Regions from separate parts of the Gossypium hirsutum genome. Here region 1 is linked to region 2. Evidence: chromatin contacts called from public Hi-C data. All regions are on one chromosome and are shown on one strand. The core of a region is the stretch at or near the end of the contact, and the rest is flanking DNA. Distances in the headings are between cores, read along the strand shown.

The links. Hi-C and Micro-C count contacts between places; a contact is called where the count stands out from the background.
Region 1: a Hi-C map of hypocotyl shows a contact between it and region 2, with 3 times the contacts expected there. The contact joins the promoter of LOC107913371 here to the promoter of LOC107898078 in region 2. A contact is called at or near these places in 4 of 34 Hi-C or Micro-C datasets (callus, hypocotyl and leaf).

Annotation. Positions count from the first base shown.
Region 1 is chrA11:35,301,842-35,307,306 of Gossypium_hirsutum_v2.1, forward strand. It overlaps LOC107913371 (RNA-binding protein L), which reads right to left and starts at 3,008. Exons shown (of 10, transcript XM_016841937.2): 1 at 2,520-3,008; 2 at 2,381-2,443; 3 at 2,111-2,195; 4 at 1,923-1,988; 5 at 1,633-1,705; 6 at 1,399-1,444; 7 at 792-874; 8 at 656-725; 9 at 91-176; 10 at 1-2. The coding sequence starts at 2,891. LOC107913372 (SUMO-conjugating enzyme SCE1) reads right to left here. Exons shown (of 5, transcript XM_016841939.2): 5 at 5,344-5,465.
Region 2 is chrA11:34,869,804-34,875,547 of Gossypium_hirsutum_v2.1, forward strand. LOC107898078 (floral homeotic protein APETALA 2) reads right to left here and starts at 1,688. Exons shown (of 10, transcript XM_016823632.2): 1 at 236-1,688; 2 at 95-120. The coding sequence starts at 765.

The DNA of each region.
Region 1 (5,465 bases), core at 1,758-4,257, 430 kb after region 2:
ATCTGGATTGATCATTAAGCAAAACCTAAGAACACAGTAGAAGAAATGCAATGCAATTGAAAATGTATAATGCTGATAATCAAAGGATACTCCAAGCGCATGCCGTCTCCGGCTGGTGATGAGTATAGAATTGTCCCTTGCAGAGAGTTGATTGCACCAGTTGAACAAGCAGTATCCTATAAACAGCATTGCATGTTAAGATTGTAAGTTAGCTTCTTTATAGGTAAAGAAAAAAAATACTCATTCATCACTCCTACTTGCAATGCTAAGAGAAGCGGAGATCATTTGTTCATGCAAATTACAGAGGTTCACAAATTAATGAGCTTTATGCATTCAAACGCCGTATGTCAAAAACCGGAACTTAAATCTGGCCCAAATCACATAGATTGAAAATTGGTCTCACTTCTTCACAACAGCCAACAAAAGGAAAAAAGATGGCCTTTCCGAAAATACACAAAGCCTATCCCTTAAGCCATAACTAGATGAAGTATAACACTTGAGCACCTTGCACATTAAGCTAGAACAAGTGCATTATTCTTATTTATCAAATAGAACTGCTAGTTTTTTCTCAAGTATTTTAGAGAGAGAGAGAGAGAAACGAAGCAAACAAAGAAGCGAATAGACACAACATAGAAACAAGAGAGGAATTACGTACCTGGAAATCAACAAATGCAACTGGAGCTCCATACGTACTCTGCATTTTCAACTTCAGAAACCCAGGGCATCTGACAGAAGAAACAGAAAGTTATACACAATGAGCATATTTTATATGGCAAACTATCTCCTTTTACCTTGAAAATACTTGAATTAGTTCCTCTTCTGTACAACTTGCCCCTAGATTAGCCACAAAAAGTGTCGGACATGGGCTAGCACTCTGCAAAAGTGAGAGACTGTAGAATTATTTTGCTAATGTATATGAGAAAAAAGGGCACTCTAATAATACTTTGCCTAACAAGTTAAGTTTCATTGATAAGATTCACTAAATGATTGAAAAATGCAACCTTTTACTGAACACTTAGTTTGTTTCTCTTCAAGGTTTATTTATTAACAGGCTCAAATTATTTCAATTGCAACCATGATTTGTTAGTCCGGGTTTATCCTTCTACACTAGAATTCTTTCAGGAGCCCTATGGGCTGCCAAGAAGAAGAAAATGGGGTGATAACAAACTAGGTGACAGTGCTATGAACGTGCCAGCTAAATTTACATCTAAATGAAAGATCTGATAACTATTATTTCCTAGGTAGGATGCTTGGTGACAAAAAAACAAATGACATTTTAACCAGGAAAGATCTAGAGACTGTTCCCCATAAAATCCCAAACAAAAGGAAAAAAATACATGGCAACTCACTGATGTATTTTTATTCACAAGTTCAAGCAAAAAGATAGAAGCATTTTACCGATTTCATAGCTGTGGACTCAGCATTGGCATCAACATTTCCCAAACTGAACGGTTGCAAAAAAAAAAAAAAGTATTAGAGAAGCAAAAATCTCAAAAGAAAATCCTTTACTTCAACACTGGGGAGCAGGGCATGAGCCCTAGACCTTTCATTTAAAGTAAACTATGATGTGCTAAGTCATCTAGAAGCAATCACTTCCAAGGAATAAAAATGTGCTCAAGTAGTGCAGATGACCTTTGTGCAGGTGGATAACGAATCATGCTGTAAGCAGAATTACCCATTCCAGACACGTGAACGCTTCCAAAACCTGCTAGTGTCCAAGCGTGTAAAACATGTGCAATGTGAGCTTTAGGCGAATGTGTCCTCCATGTGAGTAACTAATTTATACTTCAAGTGTAACATCATATGAACAATAGACAACATGGATTGAGTAACTTAACCACATCAACCAGCAATGAACACAAAGCTTAAAAGATTGTGGGAACACAAAAAAGTCCAAGCAGAATTCTAGGAGATTATCTTACACGAATCACTGGTAGACCTCGAAAATGATCCCCTCGATTTCTTATTAGAGCCAGTCCATTCTTCATCTATTTGCCATAACCAAACCAAGTATACATTATTCACTATTCAGGTTCAAATTGTTTCAAACATACAGATGATCATATTGCTGAAAATTAAATTAAAAACAAGAAACAGAACAGGCATCAACCTGTTCTAGGGTGCTTTGATCGGGAATTTGATTTCGCAAAATCAATGAACAAAGTTGATCCTTTCTCAAGATCAAACACCATTCCCTGTAAAACAAGGTGCCAAAAGATGGGGCTCTCAACCGATTTCTAAAAGAATTTCCAATGCCAATTTGGTACTTATAAACAAATTCAACTATTCAAAAAATTACCATAATAATTAATCATTTATAATAAAAGTTACGAGTTCGGAGTAGAAATTCCAAATATGATAAAAGCATAGAAGTTCTTACATTAAGCGCCTGCATCGCGGCGAGCGCAGACTGTTGGTCGGAGAAGACAGCAAAAGCGAACGGCTACAACAACCCCAACCATACAATGTCAACGATTATAAAAAATGAGATTCTTAGAATTAATTTGAGAACAGAGGACCTGAGAATTTTGGCAGGTATTGGGGCTCCGAAGATGAGATGATTCATAACCGGGAAATTCGCGGAAAATATTGTAAATCTCGCGGGGCTTAATGTCTTCGGGAAGGCCGGCGATGAAGAGGGTCCGAACGGAGTCATGAGAAGAATAAGCAGCGAGGTGAGGAAGGGAATATGAGGCGAAAGGGGGTGGTGGGGGCAGCGGAGGTTGTTGGTGGGGGATGTAGGAGTGGTAATGGAGGGCAGGGGCAGCAGCACCAGGAGGAGGAGGAGGTGGAGGCGGCGGCGTCACAGCAGGTGGAGGGGTTTGGTAGTAAGGGTAGTGAGGAGGGAGAAGGGCTGAGGGTGGAGGATAGTAGGCAGCCATGTCGTCCATAGCTTTTTTCTTTTGGTCAAATGGCACCGGCCATTGTTAATGTTATTCCCTGTGTTTGTGTCCTAATAATAATAATAATCCAATTAACTAAATTCTTTTTTAGACCTAAGCAGCAGAAAGACAATGTTGGATGTCTCAAATATTTAATATATGAACTCCTATGCCTTAAAATTACAAGTAAAACCATATTCCAATCTTTATTATTAGTTCATGGATCCCACTTAAACCATGAACTTTTATTATCTTCTTAATGTTTAATTGAGTTTATTTCATAAATTTTATTTATGTTTTAGTGTTAATTAATTTTAATTTATTTAATTAAGTTTAATTGTTAATTTTGTATATTAAGGAATATAAATTTATGTTTAATTAAGATGAATGTGGTAAATATTTATTTTGAATATTATTTAGATGAGTAAGTTGAAACATGATTTAATTTGATAAAAATTGAAGGATTAAATTGTAAAATTTGTAAATTTTCGAATTCTAAGGGTTTGAGTAGTGAAATCTGAAACATTGAATAGTAACTAAATTATATGATTATGGAATATGAAAATTTGGAAAGTTAAGCATGAAATAGTAATGTTTGAAACAATAGGGGTTAAATTGTAAACATTTCTAAACTTGAGTTTTAGGACTAATTTACATTGTTTGAGATTTTACAATTTTGAAAAATAGAATATGAAAGCTTAATTGTTCAAAAATCAATGGCTATTTTTTGAAAATTTTAGTTGTAAGTACTAAATTATAAAACCTAGAAATTTTAGAAAAGGGAAAATTTTATAAAATTGTACAAAACGAGGTTTAGGACTGAATTGTAGAATAAGAAAATCTATTTTTGAGGAATTAAATTGTAGACTAGTAAAAATTTGGATTTTTTGGATTAAATTGTAAAAAATATAAAATTAGAATATAAGAGATTGTTTTCTTTGACAGTGAGGAGAACTTCTCTTTTGTTGCTCTGAAAGCTTCCTTTTTTGTTTCTTTGACAATGAAGATAGTGAACAGAGCCTTATCAGTTTGAAAAATGTCTTACGGAAAAAAATTTAGTTAGACATTTTCCTTAAAAAATTTTTTGATTTTATCCTTTTTTTGGAGAATAATTTCCTGTAAAAAAATAAAAATATTTTACGAAAAATATTTACATGTAAACAAATTGACCTTAAATAAAAATAATTCTAAAATTATTAAATGTTAACATACTACACTTATTTAAATAAGTCCTTATACTATTTTTTGTAGCTAAATAAATAGAATCTAATCTATAATTTTTAGCATTTGAATATTAACAAAAAAAATATTTACATTTTGTAAATAATTTAATAAAAAATAATTTATCAAGGTGAGACTCGAATTTAACATCCCACAATATTTATAAAGATAATATTATAAAGAAAAATTGTAGATGATAGACTAATTTTAAGAAGTTAAATAAAAATAAACATATCCATGAGTTGAGCAACTTTTTTGATTTAATAGGTTTGGTTCAAACTCGGGTAAGGATTTTCAAACTTCAAACCAGCCTAGCTAGGCCTAGTTTTAATTTTAAAATTAAATAAAAGAAATTTAAATTTAAATTTTATTATAAAATATATTATAATTACTATGAGAAATAATATAATTTCTAGTCTTTAAACTTGATAACAACTAAACCCACTTTGATATTTGAACTTAACAAGTAGATTTATTTTGACCACTAAACTTAAAAAAATATAAAAATTTGCTAACATGCCCCTCTAATATTGTGCGACATTATTATTTAAAAATTAAAACAAAAAATTCAAATTATAACATACAATCTCAAAATATTACATAACCAAGTCAATGGTTAAACTAATCAAATCATTATTTCGCAATTCAATCAACTCGATGAGTTCAATTAGTAGACCAACAAAAGATATTAAATAAAAAAAATTATTAAATCGATTTAAACTATTCATCTACTAATTTTTATCCTAATTTTTAATTTTTATTAATTTTGAGCGAATTTCAAGTTAATTGATTTTACCTTTGGTTTGAGCAACCGATACAATCTTGTCGCAAACACACTACCAAATTTAAAGATTACCAAATTCATGTAAAAGAGTAGAGGAACCTAAATACCAAGTTCATCCCTTACTAGTAATTTTAAAATATTTCAATAATACTTGACAGTTAAACTGACCAACGTGCAGGCTATAAAGACAAGTGAACCCCATAAAAGGACAGGATCGTACAAATGCTAAACACTAATAGAAAGGCAATTGTATATACTTGGGATAGAACTCGTTTCACGTCCTGGGCATTGAAACAATTGGCAATTTCGAGTACTAAAAGCTATTGGCATATTTATTTGAGACATTGGTGGATGCTCTGCTGAAACAAACAGAGTCTGAAAGAAAAGCAAGCCTCACTTTGGAGCTATCAGTCTAGTAGTATAAAATTAGAAACAACCATTAATCCGAATCCGATGAGAGTTGAAATACCAATGCTGGTTCATACAGTTTATATAGATTACCAAATACCCAAGGAAGCATATTTTCTCTTAGCAAAAGCCAAGTCTAGCATTATACATGAGGCGAGCAGCCAACCCAG
Region 2 (5,744 bases), core at 438-2,937:
GAAAAAGACCCATCTTATCTAACTCACAAAACATTAAATTGCAAAAACAAAATCTGTCTCAAAATGTTTTTTTTTAAAGAAAAAATAGCCATACCTAAGTAAACTTGCTTTCCACAATCCCTGTACGTTAAATGACAAACCCAAAGAAAAAAATGTTTAAATTCTGATTGGCTCGAGGGAAAAAAAACAAGAAAATTCAAAGCTTTGTTAGAAAAAAAAACAGAAATTAACAAACCAGATATGAGACTCCCATCTGCCAGTTCTTCTATAAAAGGTAACTCCTCTATATTGAGAGCTTCTTGACCTGGGTCCTCTCCTGCTTTTCTTCATGGGCTGAGAAACTTCAACAGATTTAGCATGGGGGAGAGGCTCCGATTGACAGAATTTGACACCAACCCAGTGAGCCCGAGGGAACCCTGGTCCACTTCCGAGACAGTTGGCCCCCATTTCCGGGTCTTGATCCAGCGGGAAAAACTGACGGGTCACTGGAGCCGGGACACTGTTCTCCGTGAAAACTTCTTCACCAGGCACCGGGAACCCAAAAATCATCTTGTTGCTTCGCTTCTTTAAAGCTGCTTTAACCCTCTCTCCCTCTTCTTCTTCCGATCCATCCTCCACCACCACAGCTGACGAGCTCGAATTCGAAACGGACCCGACCCGTTTACCCTTATCTTCATCTCCATCTACAGACGTTTTCTGTGATGAACACCCCTCGGATTCATCGTCTCTAGGTTGCTGATAAGGAGAGTCATTAAGATCCCACATTTTCCCACCTCTCTTTTCACAACTTCCCCTACTTATAATCTTGACGAAACTTGATATGTATCCTTCAAAAGAGAACAACTTAAAATTTCACGATCACCATCTTCTCTTAGAAGTAATCAAAAAGAACAAGAAAAAAACCAGAGATTTCAGAGAGAGAGAGAGAGAGAGAGAGAGAGAGAGGAGAGAAAGAGCTAAAAACTCTCTCTTTTATCTCTCTTTCTCTTTATATATGAAGGTAGAACAAATAAATGAGTAATAAAAGAAAAAGAAAACCTAGGAGGGTTGTGAGTTAGCTAAAAGGTAGTATAGCTAGGAAGGCAAGGGAGAGGTGAGGTTCGCTTAAGTTAGAACACCTTCTATAAACCTGACTGCCCAATACAGCATAGACGAGGCCAGTTTGAGCTAAGCATCCACAATCTCCTTTATTAGTAGTTTTCTTTTCTTTTTTTTTCTTCTCTCTCTTAGCTTTTGTTTTTCTTTTTTTGTACTTTTACTTTCTCTGATAAATGAATGAATGAATGAAATTTGTTTTTGTTTCTAAATAAGTTCAATCTTTCTTTTCAGGCTCTGTTTTTAAAAACTAATATTGAAAAAATCAATGAAATTTGGTGATTAGAGTAGAAGAAGAAGTTGTAAATTTTTAAATCCTTTGGTTTAAACCTAAAAAAGGTAAATTTCGTTGGTTTTATTTAAATTTAGAAATTAGCATAAAACAAAAGCAAAGCCTAAATATGTTGTTATATTCAGAACAGAGGAATAGCAACCGGATTAGTCAAATAGTTCCATATGCTTTGACAAATCTAGTTTTTACTTTTTACCTAAAAAATATATATAAGAATGGTTAAAAAGAAAAAGGGAAAGTAAAAAAAAAAAAGGTGAAGTAGAAGAAAAGGAAGGAGCGTTTGGAAACATAAAAGGAAATGAGAATAATGTTAGGAAAAGGAAAAACTTTCCAGAAAAGTCCCATCCAAGAGTACGGCAAGAGGCCCATCTTTCCTTCTTTCCTTCCATTATCTCACCAATGGATTGCCTCTCCTATTTTCTTTTTACCGTTTTCTCCTTCTTTATTCGCTTACCTTTCGCGCGTCTCTTTTACTTCCTCTTCCCCTTCGCTTCACTTTTCTTTTTCTATTTTTACCAACGCTTGTCCTTTACTTACAAATGGAAGTGAAAAATGCTTTCGCTAGGGTTAATGACTAATGGAAGGGAGTGAAATTTTGATGCAAACATGGTCGCATCCTTTGCTCAAGATTTATTAGTATGTCGGTATTTCACCAATATTTTTATTTGATTAAACATCGGTAAATATCATTTTTAATCATTTTTTGGAGAGAACTTCTTACCTTTTATTTTAATAAAATTGTCGCATTCTGATTTTTTATAGTTAAAATTAATATTTTTAATGATTTATTATTAATTTTCTATAAAAATGCATTTTAACATTTTTCAATGAATAAATTAAATTAATTTAATAAGAGTGATTCAAACCAATATAATAAGATAAAAGGCCTAGCAATATCATATCTTTTGGTGTAAAGCATCAGAAAGATTAAGTACTTTTATTAATGCCACTATAATTTTATCATTGTTAGTTTAGCAAAAATATTTCAAAATTGAAAATGTCTATGTAGATTGGTAATACCTTATTCAAAGATGAATCCATTAAATAAGTCTTAAGCAAAATATTAACTCTAGCTCAACCAATTCCAAAATTATTGTAGCTTTAATTTCATACATTTAAAGTGAATTCTCTCACTAAACATGTTATTCCTACATAGAAAAAACTAAGCTGCATAATAATAACTCAATATACATACAATTTTGTACTCAAAGAAAGGTTCCTAAAAAACATATTTGTCCTCACTCAATGCACCAAATAAAAAAAGGATGAATGACCTTTTAATAAGTCATTAGTGTTGGAGTGTGCCCAAAGATCAATCATGTGATGATTGTAATAACATACTTTTACATAATTTATTAATAAAGGCATTCCTATTATTGTTTTCGGTACTTATTTATGTGGTTAAATAAACTGTATAATGATAATATCAAAAGAATGATGTGATCATGCTTAAATGTCCTCAGTCAAGTATTATTGTAATACCCCTCACCCGACCTGATCATCGAGTTTGAGTTGTAGGATGCTATATTCGTTGCTAGAGCAACTTTAAATTTTTTACAACATTCAACAAATCACATAAGCAAACAAGTGTCATCCACATTCTAAATATGCGTCACAATCATTTCTAGGTCCCATACGAGCTTACAAAAGCTCTTTTGTTAACCCGAGCATGAATTAAGACTAAATTGTAAGATTTTAAACTTCTCGGATCAACGATGCGACTTCACAATCTCTACGTCGTGACACCGCCAACTCAGTAAGTCACATCGCGACTTTATGCATATCGACATCTTGACGTCACTCACTTTTAACCCACGTTGTGATGTTCAAAGTTGGTGGTCGTGACAAGGCCCTTATTTTTGGCAAAAATATCATTTCGTTCCAATTTAATAATATATAACATAACCTAAATGATTCATACATCCTTTTTACAAAAAAAAATAGTTTCATACCATTTCATATCAATAAGATCACATAGCCATTTCAATCAAGCATTGAATATGTCAATTACGAAAAAATCATCTAATGAGTTCCAACTCACCTTTACACCTAAATATACCAATTCTAATTTATTTATAAACTTATTATACCTTACCTACATCACTTTTCAATCCTTAAAAATTCATGCAAATTCATGATCACCCTCTTTAATAACATCAAACATAGCTAAACATGCATCATCTAAGTCATTTATTAACTTAACATCCAAAATCAAGCATCAACTTAGTCACATGGCAAACTAGCAAATGTAAACACAAAAATTACTAAAACCATTTTCTTAGTACATACATTATGTTCACAATTCAAGTGACATATTGGTCATATATACATGCCACAACACTTTAACGAAAAATAAGTATAACTCTATCGATTTGATGATAGTGTGAGTTTCTTTTCGATTCGACTTGGGAGTTTTGTAAGGTGCAATCTACAAGGTAGAGGAAACAACTAAGTTAAGCATTAAGAATGCTTAGTAAGTTCAAATGAAAGATACTATACTTACCTTAATATTATGCAAGTACAAATGCAACCTTAATTTGGTATATTGTTGTTTAGTACAAGGCTTTCAAACAACACCAATACGAGTTTTTAACATTGTCTAAGATCATCAATAGTACATGTGACATAAGCATATCAATTTACAATACTTTTCATGTTTTCACAATTTCATATCAAGCATACATGATTACTAACACAATTCACAAATACCTTTCTTCTTTATCAATTATATAAATGCATCTAATTACAATCAAATCCATTTAATGACAATTCAATTTGATTACTAATTCCATTCCATCCTCTTTTCAAATTTCCAATTTCATTTATAATGTTTCTCCTAGTGAACTATAGTAAAATAAACTCGAATACATGTGTAACACCCCTTAGCCAAGTCCGAGGCTGGGATTGGGCACGAGGTATTACTTGACTTAAACACATGCATACAATCATTTCTGAGTCATAAAAGCTAGATCAAATTTAAAACTTTTCACTCTTAATCTAGAAATTCTTAATATAGGCCTACAAGGCCCAAATCACACTTTAGAAACGATCCGAGATTAATCCGAACACCTTTGAAAACTTTGAAAATTGTCACTTGAAACAGGGGCACACGTTTGTGTGGCCATTTTGACCTGGCTGTGCTGAAGGCCCGTGTGGTTCACACGGCCTAAGCACAAGGGGACATGCCCGTGTCGCTAACCCGTGTGAATTTAATTCCAAATTCGAACCTACAGGGGTTTTCACACGGTCGGGCACATGCCCGTGTCTATATCCCGTGTCCCTCACACAGCCATGACACGCCCGTGTCGTAGCCCGTGTGTAAAAACCTTGACATTCTATTTTTGACGTCAGTAACCAATTAGGGCACACAGTCAAGGCACACGCCTGTGGCTAGAGGCTGTGTTCTCCACACGGCTGAGACACACGGTCATGTTCACCACACAGCTGAGACACACAGTCGTGTCTCTGCCCATGTGTTTACTACCATACATACTGACTTGCAATTTCAAGGTGCAAGGTCACACGGCCAGATAACATGCCCATAGGGCTGACCGTGTGTCGTACACAGCCTAGACACATGCCCGTCCGTCTACCCGTGTGGACAGAAATAAGGCTATCTACCAAGCCTTTTTGCCACCCTTACTTACACTAACTTATACCACATTATTATTACCAATTCCATGCATTAACATAAGGCCAATTCAACCACAACATGATAATTAAAAATAACCCTCATTACACTATAACAATCCAAGCATGCACTTATTCGTTCATGTAATTTGCCCATCCATGAAACATCATCAATTGCATATCATAGATAAATATTAGCCATAATTTGTGGCCTTATACAAAATGAAGGGTTTCATCCCAAGCCAACACATTCGGCCAAATAACAAAGACACAAAACTCAAAAGACAAAGTCTTATACATGCCATATTCAAAATGAAAGAACTAACTATACCAAGCTTCAAATGATAGTGTGAACGAGGCCTTTGACGGTATCTGATCCACAGGCTAATTTGGCGGCACTACAAGGAAAATGAAAGGAAAAGAGGTAAGCATAAAGCTTAGTAAGTCGCATGTAAATAATGAAATAACTATGAGTTACCATAAGGGATCATACTCCCAATATAATTCAATTTGCACGCGAAAGTGAGGATTTATAAATATTAATTGTTCATAGTCATCTCTCACCAAGTATACAAGGTTGATTGAATTCACATTTCATACTTCATGTAAAATACACAGATGGTCATAAGCATAACTTACTCACTTTCCTTCCTTACTAAACATACAACGTAAATGAAGCTCGTATTTCGAAATTCTCATTTAGGTACCTGTACCACTCACCACATGG